4 separate regions of the Zea mays genome follow, and regions 2, 3 and 4 are each linked to region 1. Evidence: chromatin contacts called from public Hi-C data. All regions are on one chromosome and are shown on one strand. The core of a region is the stretch at or near the end of the contact, and the rest is flanking DNA. Distances in the headings are between cores, read along the strand shown.

The links. Hi-C and Micro-C count contacts between places; a contact is called where the count stands out from the background.
Region 2: a Hi-C map of ear shows a contact between it and region 1, with 2.3 times the contacts expected there. The contact joins the promoter of LOC100284588 here to the promoter of LOC103629361 in region 1. A contact is called at or near these places in 3 of 25 Hi-C or Micro-C datasets (ear, leaf and tassel).
Region 3: a contact with region 1 is called in a Hi-C map of ear, with 2.5 times the contacts expected there. The contact joins the promoter of LOC100281416 here to the promoter of LOC103629361 in region 1. A contact is called at or near these places in 3 of 25 Hi-C or Micro-C datasets (ear, leaf and tassel).
Region 4: a contact with region 1 is called in a Hi-C map of leaf, with 8 times the contacts expected there. The contact joins the promoter of LOC100381857 here to the promoter of LOC103629361 in region 1. A contact is called at or near these places in 9 of 25 Hi-C or Micro-C datasets (bundle sheath, ear, endosperm and 3 more) and 1 of 3 datasets of contacts at active chromatin or transcription factors (seedling).

The regions. Positions count from the first base shown.
Region 1 is chr6:64,424,008-64,426,707 of Zm-B73-REFERENCE-NAM-5.0, reverse strand. It overlaps LOC103629361 (protein MEI2-like 2), which reads left to right and starts at 1,345. Exons shown (of 13, transcript XM_008650500.3): 1 at 1,345-1,844; 2 at 2,506-2,575; 3 at 2,673-2,700.
Region 2 is chr6:64,697,997-64,700,696 of Zm-B73-REFERENCE-NAM-5.0, reverse strand. LOC100284588 (glutamine cyclotransferase) reads left to right here and starts at 1,408. Exons shown (of 11, transcript NM_001157483.2): 1 at 1,408-1,751; 2 at 1,985-2,041; 3 at 2,135-2,170; 4 at 2,308-2,372; 5 at 2,488-2,551. The coding sequence starts at 1,449.
Region 3 is chr6:64,906,661-64,909,360 of Zm-B73-REFERENCE-NAM-5.0, reverse strand. It overlaps LOC100281416 (methyltransferase), which reads left to right and starts at 1,422. Exons shown (of 7, transcript NM_001154334.1): 1 at 1,422-1,556; 2 at 1,711-1,785; 3 at 2,492-2,700. The coding sequence starts at 2,497.
Region 4 is chr6:64,056,365-64,059,064 of Zm-B73-REFERENCE-NAM-5.0, reverse strand. LOC100381857 reads right to left here and starts at 1,395. Exons shown (of 18, transcript NM_001174644.1): 1 at 522-1,395; 2 at 124-195; 3 at 1-47. The coding sequence starts at 1,229.

The DNA.
Region 1 (2,700 bases), core at 96-2,595:
CACTAGAGAATTTATTCCTCTTGTTGTATTGATTAAATTTCTTGTAGTATTTTTGATTTTAGTCAAAACCGTCTATTCACCCCCCCTCTAGCCGGTGTCCTAGATCCTACACTTTCTCTTTTGGCTTCTGGCCTCTCGGAGAGAGAGAGTCTCCTGGTTTGTGTCCAGTGGCTGCAGTGCATCCCTTGGTGCTGTTATTTTCTTCGACGGCATGACGAAGGTTGATGCTTTGCCGAAGATTGTGGAAGTGAGTACACCAGAGGTGGGCGCCAATGTTGGGGACTTGTTCTCAAATGCTATGAGTTAAGAACAAGGCAACACAAAATATTAAAGGTTAATGCCCATCATCCTTTGAAGTATTATCTCACTTAGGATATAATGACCTTCAGACGAAGGTCCTAAAGGACGAACCCTCATCATCGCAGTATATGTTAATGAAAGAAGAAACATATGAAATATAAGAGATAACACGAATAATCATATGACATTATTAATATATCTTTATTATATCATCATGGATGAACAAGAACAATATTAAATTACATTTGTACCTTTGGCTTGACAGAAGGTAAAAGTCCAAGCGTGACGCATGAGCGAATACAAGTCAACCTGAACAGTACGGGGGCACTGTTCATCTATTTATAGGCACAGGACGCAACCTATGTAAAATTACATACATGCCTTTTATGTTTATTATTGACTTAAGGACAATCCAACGAGGACTAGATAGCCTTTTCCCCTTTAAGTCGGTTCCTTTTTCTGCCGCTGAGCCAAAGCTTCCTTACGCGTAGCTTCGGAGCTGTTTCAACCTTCGTCTCGACCATGCTTTTCACATTGTGTACAACTTTTATTCCGAGTTCGAAGGTTCATGTACATATATTACACTTGGGAAATATTGTTAATCATATTTTTGAGGACCTTCGGAAGACGAAGGCCCCCAACAGTATTTAGGCAAGCATCTGGGTCCGTTTGATCTAAATTTAATCATAGATGCAATCGTGATTTGTTAGAGATTCTTTATAAAGCTGCATGAGATAGTAGTGGGAGGGTTTAAGTGTTAAATATGACATACATTAGATCTAGATCTAATAGAGCAAGAGATCTATTTGCACGTTTGTATTTAATGGCTGCTTGGTTACTTGATATTATTTATTGGGATGTTGTCCCTATCAATCTATTAATTTGAAATGCATATGCGTTATTGGTATCACCCACAAGCCACTCCAATTCCAGCTGATTAGATTAGATGACGTCGACGTTACTGACAGGTGCGACCCACTTGGCTTTTGGCTGCGCGCGTGGGTCCTCCACTTGTTCCCCAGCCCGTCTGACGGAGCGGGACACCCACTGACGCGTGAGGTTCCGGGTGATTCGGGACCCACATGTCATGCTCATAGAGCAGAATAGAAGGTGGAAGGTGCACATGAGGATGAGTAGAGACGAAAGGCTCGGCGCTCGCACCAATCATCATACCTCCTATCGCTATCCACCACTAGACTCTGATATATTTCTTTTCTTTTTAACCTTCCGCTTTCACTGAGAGATAATCAATTATATAGTAATAATTATAATACTCTGATGTATTATTTATTATAATAGTTATAGTGGTCTGTCTGCTCCTTCTCCTTGTGAGTTGGTGTGTCTCCCTATAAAAATAAACCGGAAAAAACTCACCAAACTGAAACTAGTAGGGGACTAGGTCTAGAGAAAGGAGAGACACAATCGGCCGGAAGAGCGATTGATTTCTCCCGCCGCCGCCGCCCCGTCTCTTCCTCGTCCGCCGCTGCGCCCGCCGCGCACAAGAGGAGGGTTTCAGTGTTAGGGTTCTACCCCCGCCTGCGCTGGTGATCTATCCCCCTCACTCTTCCGTTCCATCTCGTCTTTTTTTTTTCTCGTTTAACTGATGATGAGATTGCTCTGCCGATTGCCAATCCTCAACGCGCCTCTGACCCAGGGGACAACGCAAATCCTTCCTTCATTTCCAGCTTCAGTGACTACTCCACCTACCTGTACCACTGTTCGTCATCCTCGGTTCTACTCCTAATCATTAATTTCCTTCCCTCCGCTCGTAATCCTTCACTTCCTTGCCACTACCTGATTTATCCCTTCACTCCCGCTTCCGCACGCCTGCCTCTGCCTGTTTTTGTTTGATTTAGAGATCCGATCATGCGATTGGATTGGATTGCTTCCATTCCATCTTCCTCATCGCTATTTTTGGGTCAAACTTTGTTGCGTCTATCCAATGAATTCCTTCCTTTTAAGACCTGGCATGTTTGACTATCCCGTGCCAAGCAAATTAATACACGTTATTGTTCTCATATTGCCGTGTCCACCAGCTGCACAATCAACTCCCTGCCCCCCTATCCCCTAGACCCCCACCACCCAAAAAAGAAAAAAAAGTCGGTTTTTGCCATCGACTGCAGTCTTCTACACAGAGAGACCCAACCCACATGAGTAAATGACAGACGATGACACATGCTCAACCCTTTTTGTTTCCTCCTGCAGGTATCAGCAGCCAAATGAGAATGCTTGCTGTGTTTGATTGATCGTCAGATCCTTACTTACAACCCACCAGGTTCATATTCTGCGATTACCACACATTCCCCCTTCCTGCTTGATGTTTTCTGCCTGTGTATTTGTCAAATGCATTACTCTTTATAAGATTGTATCAGGTCTTGTGGTACCTGCCACCTCAAAGTC
Region 2 (2,700 bases), core at 159-2,658, 270 kb before region 1:
ATGACGTCGATGGTTCTCAGCTCCCTACGGAAGCAAGGAAACGTCAGCAGGATCTATGCCGCACTGCCAGCTGCGCTTCTAAAGGGCTTAAGCACTTCTCCGACGACCACGTTAGCACATAGCTACACCCCCGTTGTACAGCTGGGCCATCTCCTTGTATCTATAAAAGGGGATGTCCAGGGCCTTCCTAAGGGGATGTCCAGGGCCTTCCTAAGGGGGGCGGAAAAAAGACGAGCAGAGGCAGGCAGAGTGGGAGAAACGCAGAGGAGGCTAACTCAGACAGCTCACCTCAGGGCCAGACCCTCTCTCTCTCTTGCGACGCTTGTAACCCCTACTACGAGCACCCCGGTGCAAGATAACATAAGCCTCATCCTCCCTCTTGTGTTCCATCTTGCATCAATCCATCTAGGCAGGGACACGCAGCGACAAATTCACTAGTCGGTTAAGGGTCCTCGCGGGTCCGAAACGCCAACACTTGGAGATGCTCTTAGTGTGTATCACAATATAAGTCATGTGTTGTTTGCTAATAAAAAATAAATACCATTTTAAATGTACTTTAAATACTCCATCCGTTCATAAATATATTACACCGTTGACTTTTTTTTAAAAAAAACTTTGACCACTCATTTATTCAAAAAATAATAAATTATTATTTTCTTTGTTGTGATTTGTTTTATTATTCAAGGTAGTTTGTGCTTGATTTAAAATTTTACATTTTTGAATAAATATATTGAATAATACGAGTGGGCAAAGTTTTCAAAAAAAGTTAATGGTGTCATATATTTGTGAATGGAGGTAGTACAAAACTATATTTTATGTCCTTATATTAATTCATATAGTCATATATAGTTTGAATAATTAGGGGTAACAATATATAAACATTAACCGTTTCCCATGTCAAATGCATGGTTTTGGGTTGAAGAAATATTTACGTCACATGAAGTAGAAACAAAGGTTACACTCTATCAATTAAATTGCACGTAGTACATTAAAGAATAGAATACGACGATGAAAATGACAAGGGTGAAGTTGGGTAGAAATTAGAATGAACGAACCCTTGGTTAGAAAAAACTCAGCTGATCGCTTCAATTTAAAGTCAATTGTTTGAACTGTTGTAGCTACAATTTATAGAGACAAAATACTATACAAACAATATAAGTTGGTATGGATTAAAGTCAAGTAAAATATGAACTAAAGTCTAACTTAACGATTAAAGTGAAGGGAACTTGCTGTTGCGATGGAAAGACAACACAGGATGACGTCACATTCTAGAGAAAAAAACAATCACCCCATTAAATTAATGACTATATGTTTCGTTTTTGTATAGAAAAATATGCATGTGATTTGGAGGGAAAAAAGAAACAGGATGGAAAAAAATAAAGGAAGGCAAGTGTAGGCGGGTCACGGGTGGGCGTGGACACGTTGACTTTTTCAACTGTCTGCCCCTGATGTCCGTTGGCTCCCGACGGAGGCCGCCGCCGCCGCATCACCACCGTCGCGCCATGACACCTGCCTCCTCCGTCTCCGTCCCCGCGCCGGTTCCCGCGCCCCCTAAGCCTCTCTACCTCCGGGGCCCGGTCATCGCAGGCGCCGTCGCGCTGGCCGCGTTTCTCCTCCTCGCCGCCGCCTACGCCACCAGGCGAGCAGGGTCCCCGCCGGCCGCCCTCCTCTCCCACCCAGCTGTTTCCACCAGGTTCTTCTCCTTCGACCTGGTGCGCGAGTACCCTCACGACCCGGCCGCCTTCACCCAGGTATTATCTATATGTGCCTCTCTTCTCTTCTCTTCTCTTCTTTCTTCCTGATGCGAGATCTGATCTCAACCACATCACAAATAAGGAGGGGGGAATTCGCTTCCTGTGGTACTAGTTATTACTTGTCGTCGCCTTCCCTTCTTGATGAGCGCGTGTACAAAAAGGACACCATATTTTCTCAATTCTTGTTTGTTCGATGCATTCTTAGTTATTTCTCTGTGCTTCGGATGTAGGGTATCTTGTACGCGGGAAATGACACGCTTTTCGAGTCCACTGGCCTCTACGGCAGGGTAATGTTCGCTTCTACCGTGCGCAACAAACAGTCCTCTGCCCATCCTACATTTGCATCCCACTAAATGTCTCTGCTTTTGGTTTCTCAACAGTCTTCAGTTCGAAAGGTTGAGCTTCAGACCGGAAAAGTATGCTTAACTTCCATGCTCATTCATGTTTATCGTCACATGTCTCGTGCTTGCGACGCTCTTTGTTCACTCACTCATCACCTGATTATTTTACTAAGCTTCCCTTAAAGCTTGATTTGCAATTCGCCATTTCTTAGGTTTTGGTTAACCACCAAATGGACGGAGATGTGTTTGGAGAAGGTTTAACTCTTCTTGGTGACAGGTGCATAACCACCTCACATGCCAATCCCTTTCTCGGAGATAACTGGCATGGGCTTACTTTGTTTGTATCTTCCCTATTCATACCATATTTCATTTTCATTTATTTCACTCTGTAGATTGTTTCAGGTTACCTGGTTGAAGAACGACGGGTTTATATATGACCGGCATAACTTCTCCAAAGTATGCTGCCGCCCTGTGTCTATGCTTACGTCAATCACACAGACCTATTGTTCTAAACCCTGGATAACAATTCTAAAATCCCACTTAATTTGGGTATCAGCTTTTCTTTTTTTCATGATGGTGCTTTTCTTGTGAGGGCTGGGTGTATA
Region 3 (2,700 bases), core at 173-2,672, 480 kb before region 1:
CGGACATGTCCGGTGTGCACCGGACTGTCCGGTGCGCCATCGAACAGACAGTCCTCACCAACGGCTAGATTTTGGTTGGTGGCTATAAATACCACCCCAACCGGCCACTTCAAGGTGTGGGAGTCCAAGCAACAATCCAAGTCATCTAGTTGACATACTCAAGCCCTCCCAACCACATATATTCATTGATACATCCTATACACAAGATCTAGCCCACTACAACCAATACAAGTGCCACAAAAGAGAGAGCAAGCAATTGAGAGCTACTCAATTGAGTTTAGCCCTAGTGCCTTGTGAGATCCATTGAGAGATAGTGTGAGCTTCATCTTTGTGTTCATTTGCGCGTGGAGTTCTTGACTCCCATTCAAACTTACTCCAAAGTTTTGGAGGCTTGTAAAAGCTAGCAAGAGACACCAAAGAGTGTGGTGGTCCTTGCGGGATCGAGAGTGATCCTTGAGAAGAAGAAGAGCTCGCCGATCCTTGGGTGATCGGTGGAGAGAGGGAAAGAGTTGAAAAAGACCCGTCCTTAAGTGGACTCCTCAACGGGGACTAGGCCTTCGAGGGCCGAACCTCGGTAAAACAAATCACCCGTGTCTTGTGTGCTTATTGCTTGTGATTTGTTTGTTCTTTCCCTTTCTAAGTTTCTCTTGCATTACTCTTTGCTAATTCTATTTGGTGTTGCTTTAAGTTATATTCTCATTTAGTGAAGCAACTCATTGCAAGAGAAAACTTGTGTTATTACTCTTCTTACTTAAGCCTCTTGCTTTATTCTCATAGACTTATTAATAGTATTGATTTATCAATTCCGCATTATTTGAAAGCAATACTCTTTACAAGCAAGGACTTAGTTTTTATACTCCGATAATTATATATCTTGTTCTAACCACTAATCAAGGGATCTAGTTGGGGGATAAAGTTTTAATTTTCAGGTTTCGCCTATCCACCCCCCTCTAGGCGACTTTCAATTAGGTAGAAGCGTGCAAGCAGATATTTTACTCCGTTAGATCTAGATTCAACGGTAATGTCATATTTAACATTTAAACCCTTTCACAACCACCTGATGTAGCTTTATAACAAAGCCCTAACAAACCACAATTGTATCTACTGTTGGATTTAGATCTAACAGACAAAAAAATCTGCTTGTACGCTTACACCTAATATCTACTTGTATATTAGTCGTTGACTCGTTGCCCACAATAAAATGTTGAAATTTTAATGCGTTGAGTCACCACATGGATCCACGGGCCGTGCAGTGAGGAAGGGGGCCTGGATGGCCCTCTTCCAGTGCCAGGCCGGCCTGGATTCCGAAGGGAACTCCATCAATCCGGGCTGGGCTGGATGCCTGGATCCGTCCCATACTCCCGTCCCTATCCATATCGTTGCTGAGAATAAAGAGGAAGAGAGAGGCGTCTCAAGAGAGAGAGGGTCCTGCGTTCCCTTCTTCTGCTGCGGCGGCGGAGGCTCTTTCAGTTCCATCCATCTTCTCCCTCGTGGCTCTCCTTCCTCTCTCCCGTAGTCCCGCCGACCCCCCGCGCCGGCCAAGGAAATCAAGCGAAGTGAGCTTCATTCCATGTTTAGATTTCTCCTTAATTAATTCCTTCATCTTCGTCAACTGTCATGCTACTCACTACTCTGACACTCACAATCCATCTCAACTTGTTACCCTACATTATGTATGTATGTATGTTTATTTGTTTTATTCCCTGCTAGGGGCCGCAGAACGCCAGATTTTGATTGTTCCACATCTTCTTTCATCTCTGAGGGGTTTCCCGTCTTCCTCGCCTGGTTAGTTATGGTTACCTTGCTGCAAAATTGCAAACTTCCTTACTCCCCTTCTCAATCCATAGTTTTCATCGTCAGTTACATCACTCAAGTATACTTGCTTTGCAAAAGCATCGAATTGCCTCTGTTAGGCAGCTTTGTTTTGTTATGTTACCAAGGACGATGGGTCGGCAGTGGCTTTTCTCGGCTTTCTGCAGTTCACTTTCTTCTTTGGGGACAGCAGCTATACGTCTGTGTCCCTCCCTTTGTTGCTGCCTGCTGGCTGCTGCTTACCTTTGTTCTTTGTTGCCTGTTTTAGATTTCTTTCTATATAACAAAACAGATTTATTAAATACATCCCACTGAAAAATCCACGATACTGGAACCATATACCACTAAAAAAATCTAGGTTTTCCAAATACGGCACTAAGTACATCCGATCATAGTTAGATGACATTTTGTCTTGTAACTAGCTACTTTTTGCACTCCGAAAAACGACATCTACTTGTGGCTGGAGGGTGCAGTACAGAATTTTCTCCTTAATGGCATATTTCTCCTTGTATAAATAGTAGCTGCTTATCTCAAAACTGTAGAAATTATAATAACGGTATGAATCTCTTAATCACCCTGTTTAGCTCTCCACGGCATTGCCCCCTCGTTTCATTCCTTACCTGTCATACAAAATGTATTGTGCTGTAGTATGTATGCACTCATTTCCAGTTTCTTGCAGCTCTAATGGCTAAAGAACAGGATGGATCCCCCAAGGTGCGCCACCCAGAATTCCAAAGGATGCGCGTAACTCTCACCATAGGTGTCATTGGCCTCTGTGTCACAGCATACATTCTTGGTGCTTGGCAAGGTACCTCGAACGGCATTAGTTCCCCCTTAATAAGTACCAGAACCCAGTGCAAAGATCCCGTGCGATCATCTGGTGCTCGC
Region 4 (2,700 bases), core at 146-2,645, 370 kb after region 1:
TTTTTGGTGCTTCCAGCATGTTGTTCAAAGTAATAAGCTGAAATGGCCTGTAAAATGAAAAGGAGAGCACCATAAATAAACAGTTTTTGTTCTTTAACAGTTTATATACTAAGGAACACATACCTTGGCGCCATTACAGGACAGGCAAAAGCAACGTATATTGCAACCAGTAATCACTCCTTTTAGGACAGCCTTCTGCAACTTGCAAGCATAAACTTATGTTAATAATTGCATGAGGATACAAAAACCAGACAGACAACAATCCAAGGCAATATGTCATCAAAGCAACTTTAATTCCACCACGGCAACTTTATCCTTAACCTGCATTTGTTGTCATGGATCATGGTTTAAGGTCTGCCAAATACTCCTACTATCCCAACTAAGGATAACTCTGTATTGATATTACTAGACTATGCTAAACCGGTAAAAAAAGTTAAAACATGAATTTGCAAGCCATTAGCACACCAGTAACCACAAATTTATGAACTGCTCATAAAACATTAAGGCTGATTCTCACGTACCTTGCTATGAGGAATGATGTACATAACTGGCATCCCCTCAAGCATGCCTGTGTTGAGCAGCTCTCTAATGTTTCCAGGGTGCTTCGTGAGACATGCAACTTTCTTTGACATCTTCATCTCCATCTTCTTCACTGATGGAGGGGAATCAGATGCACTGTCCAGCACATCATCAGATCCAACCAAACTGCTCTCAACCTTTGTCTTGAGCAACGACCTTGTGAACCTTCTCTGAGGCTTCTCCAGGAGCAAAGTAAAACCAACTGAGGCATCCTTGCTACCATCTGGTGTTGCCTGACTTTCACAAGATGCAGACTCTTCTTTATCTGGTTTATTATTCTTGAGCAACGATCGAGTGAAGCGCCTTGCAGGCTTGAGCCCGGCAGCAGCTGCAGGTGTGACAGTGTCCTCAGCTAACATAGTGGTGGAGACTAATACATTTTCCACGGCTTGCTGCTGTAGATTTTCTCCATTTGAGTTTGAGGTATCACACTGGTCATTTCCAGCTGCAATGGCAGTTTCCAACAGAGTTGGTGCTACTGCTACAGTAGCGGCCACATTTGACTTTGATGCAGTATCCTCTGCGGAAACATTCGGCTTTGATACACCATCCGCTGCAGCCACATTCGACTTTGCAGTCACTTCCATTGCCGAGTCATCTGCTGCAATATCCTCTTCTGCGGGCAGATTCGGCTTTGCAATCACTTCCATTGCCAAGACCTCTTGATCGGCATTGGAATCGAATCGGTGGTCAGAGGCGGTGGGAGGATTAGATCCATGTAGCGGTTGGATGATGTCACGGAGGGGCTGGTTAGGCGGCTCGGCGTCGATAGGCGGCGTGGGCGGGGAGACGAGATCGGCTGCGGGGGCAGGGGCGGGGGCGGGGGCAGGGGCGGGCGGGTCAGATCTCTTGCGCCTCTTGAGAGATGCTGATGCCGATGGGTCTGGAAGGGAAGAGATGGGGCGGCCGGAGCGCGTGCGGCCGTGGGAGGCAGAGATCTCGGACAGGGACTGGAGCGCGAAGGCGAGCTCGCGCTTCATAGCCCGCGGCGGCGGCGGAGGCGGCGGCGGCGGTGGGTCACAGGCGCTGCCAACGGAGGGGGACGAGGCCGGCATGGTCATGAGATGAGAAAGGGAGGGGATTAGGCAGCGAACCGATTACGATTGCAGGGGTTCCGCTTGATTGCTGTTTGTTAGGGTTTGGACCACGGGGGCGGGAGAGAGCGAGGGAGGAAGGGGAGATCGGAGAAGACGACGAAGAGTCCGAGAAGGAAACCAATCGCCCGGTTCGCCCGCCCTCAGCATTTACTTCCGTTATTAAATTATTATTATTATTATTATTAGCTACTGTTTTATTTACTATTTTATTTGGCCTACCCTGTTTTGGATCGAGTGAATACAAGATTAGTCAAATAAAATCTTAGACTTTATTTAGATACTCTCGTATTCACCTGTTACCACTTCTAAATTCCATTTATTTTATTCATTTAAAAAAATCCAGAATAGGATATATAGGGAATAGAGAAATTTCACTCGCCTAAGTATAGAACAATTACAAATAAAGAGAAAAATTTAGGTAAGAAACAAGATAAAATAAACCATATTTAATACTAAAATATTCGGTTTGATAACCTGCTACTAATTCTTTTTTTTTGCTTCTGGTAAATCAAAGGGTAATTGTCGGTGTTTTGGGTCCGACCGCGCACCCGGGGTTACCCCTCGAGGTGCTTTTTTGGAGTAGGACGGTGTTACCGACGGTAGCTCGATGGTTCGCGCTGAATGCACGAGAGACAGTAGACAGTTTTGTACAGGTTCGGACCGCTTAGAGATGCGTAACACCCTACGTCCTGGCGTGAGTACTTTATGTGGTGGATTACAAGGAGGCTCTCTAGTGTTGAGTATGTTAGAGAACCGAGTGGATGGCTAAGTAGTGAGATGCTTTTCGAGGGGGTGCCCCCTAGGCCTTATATACTCGACCGTGAGGCGTTACATGTGGATATGATAACAACGCGAGCCTAAGTAATAGTAAACCGACTGAGTCTATCTTACTATAATCCAGCCGACCTTCCCCTGCTCTATTCCGATGTATGAGGCCCCTGCGCGGGAAGGTCGGATCTCTGTTGCGGTTGCAATTCAAACTCGTCGGGCCATCTGGGCCTACGCCGATCCGGCCTTGTGTCAA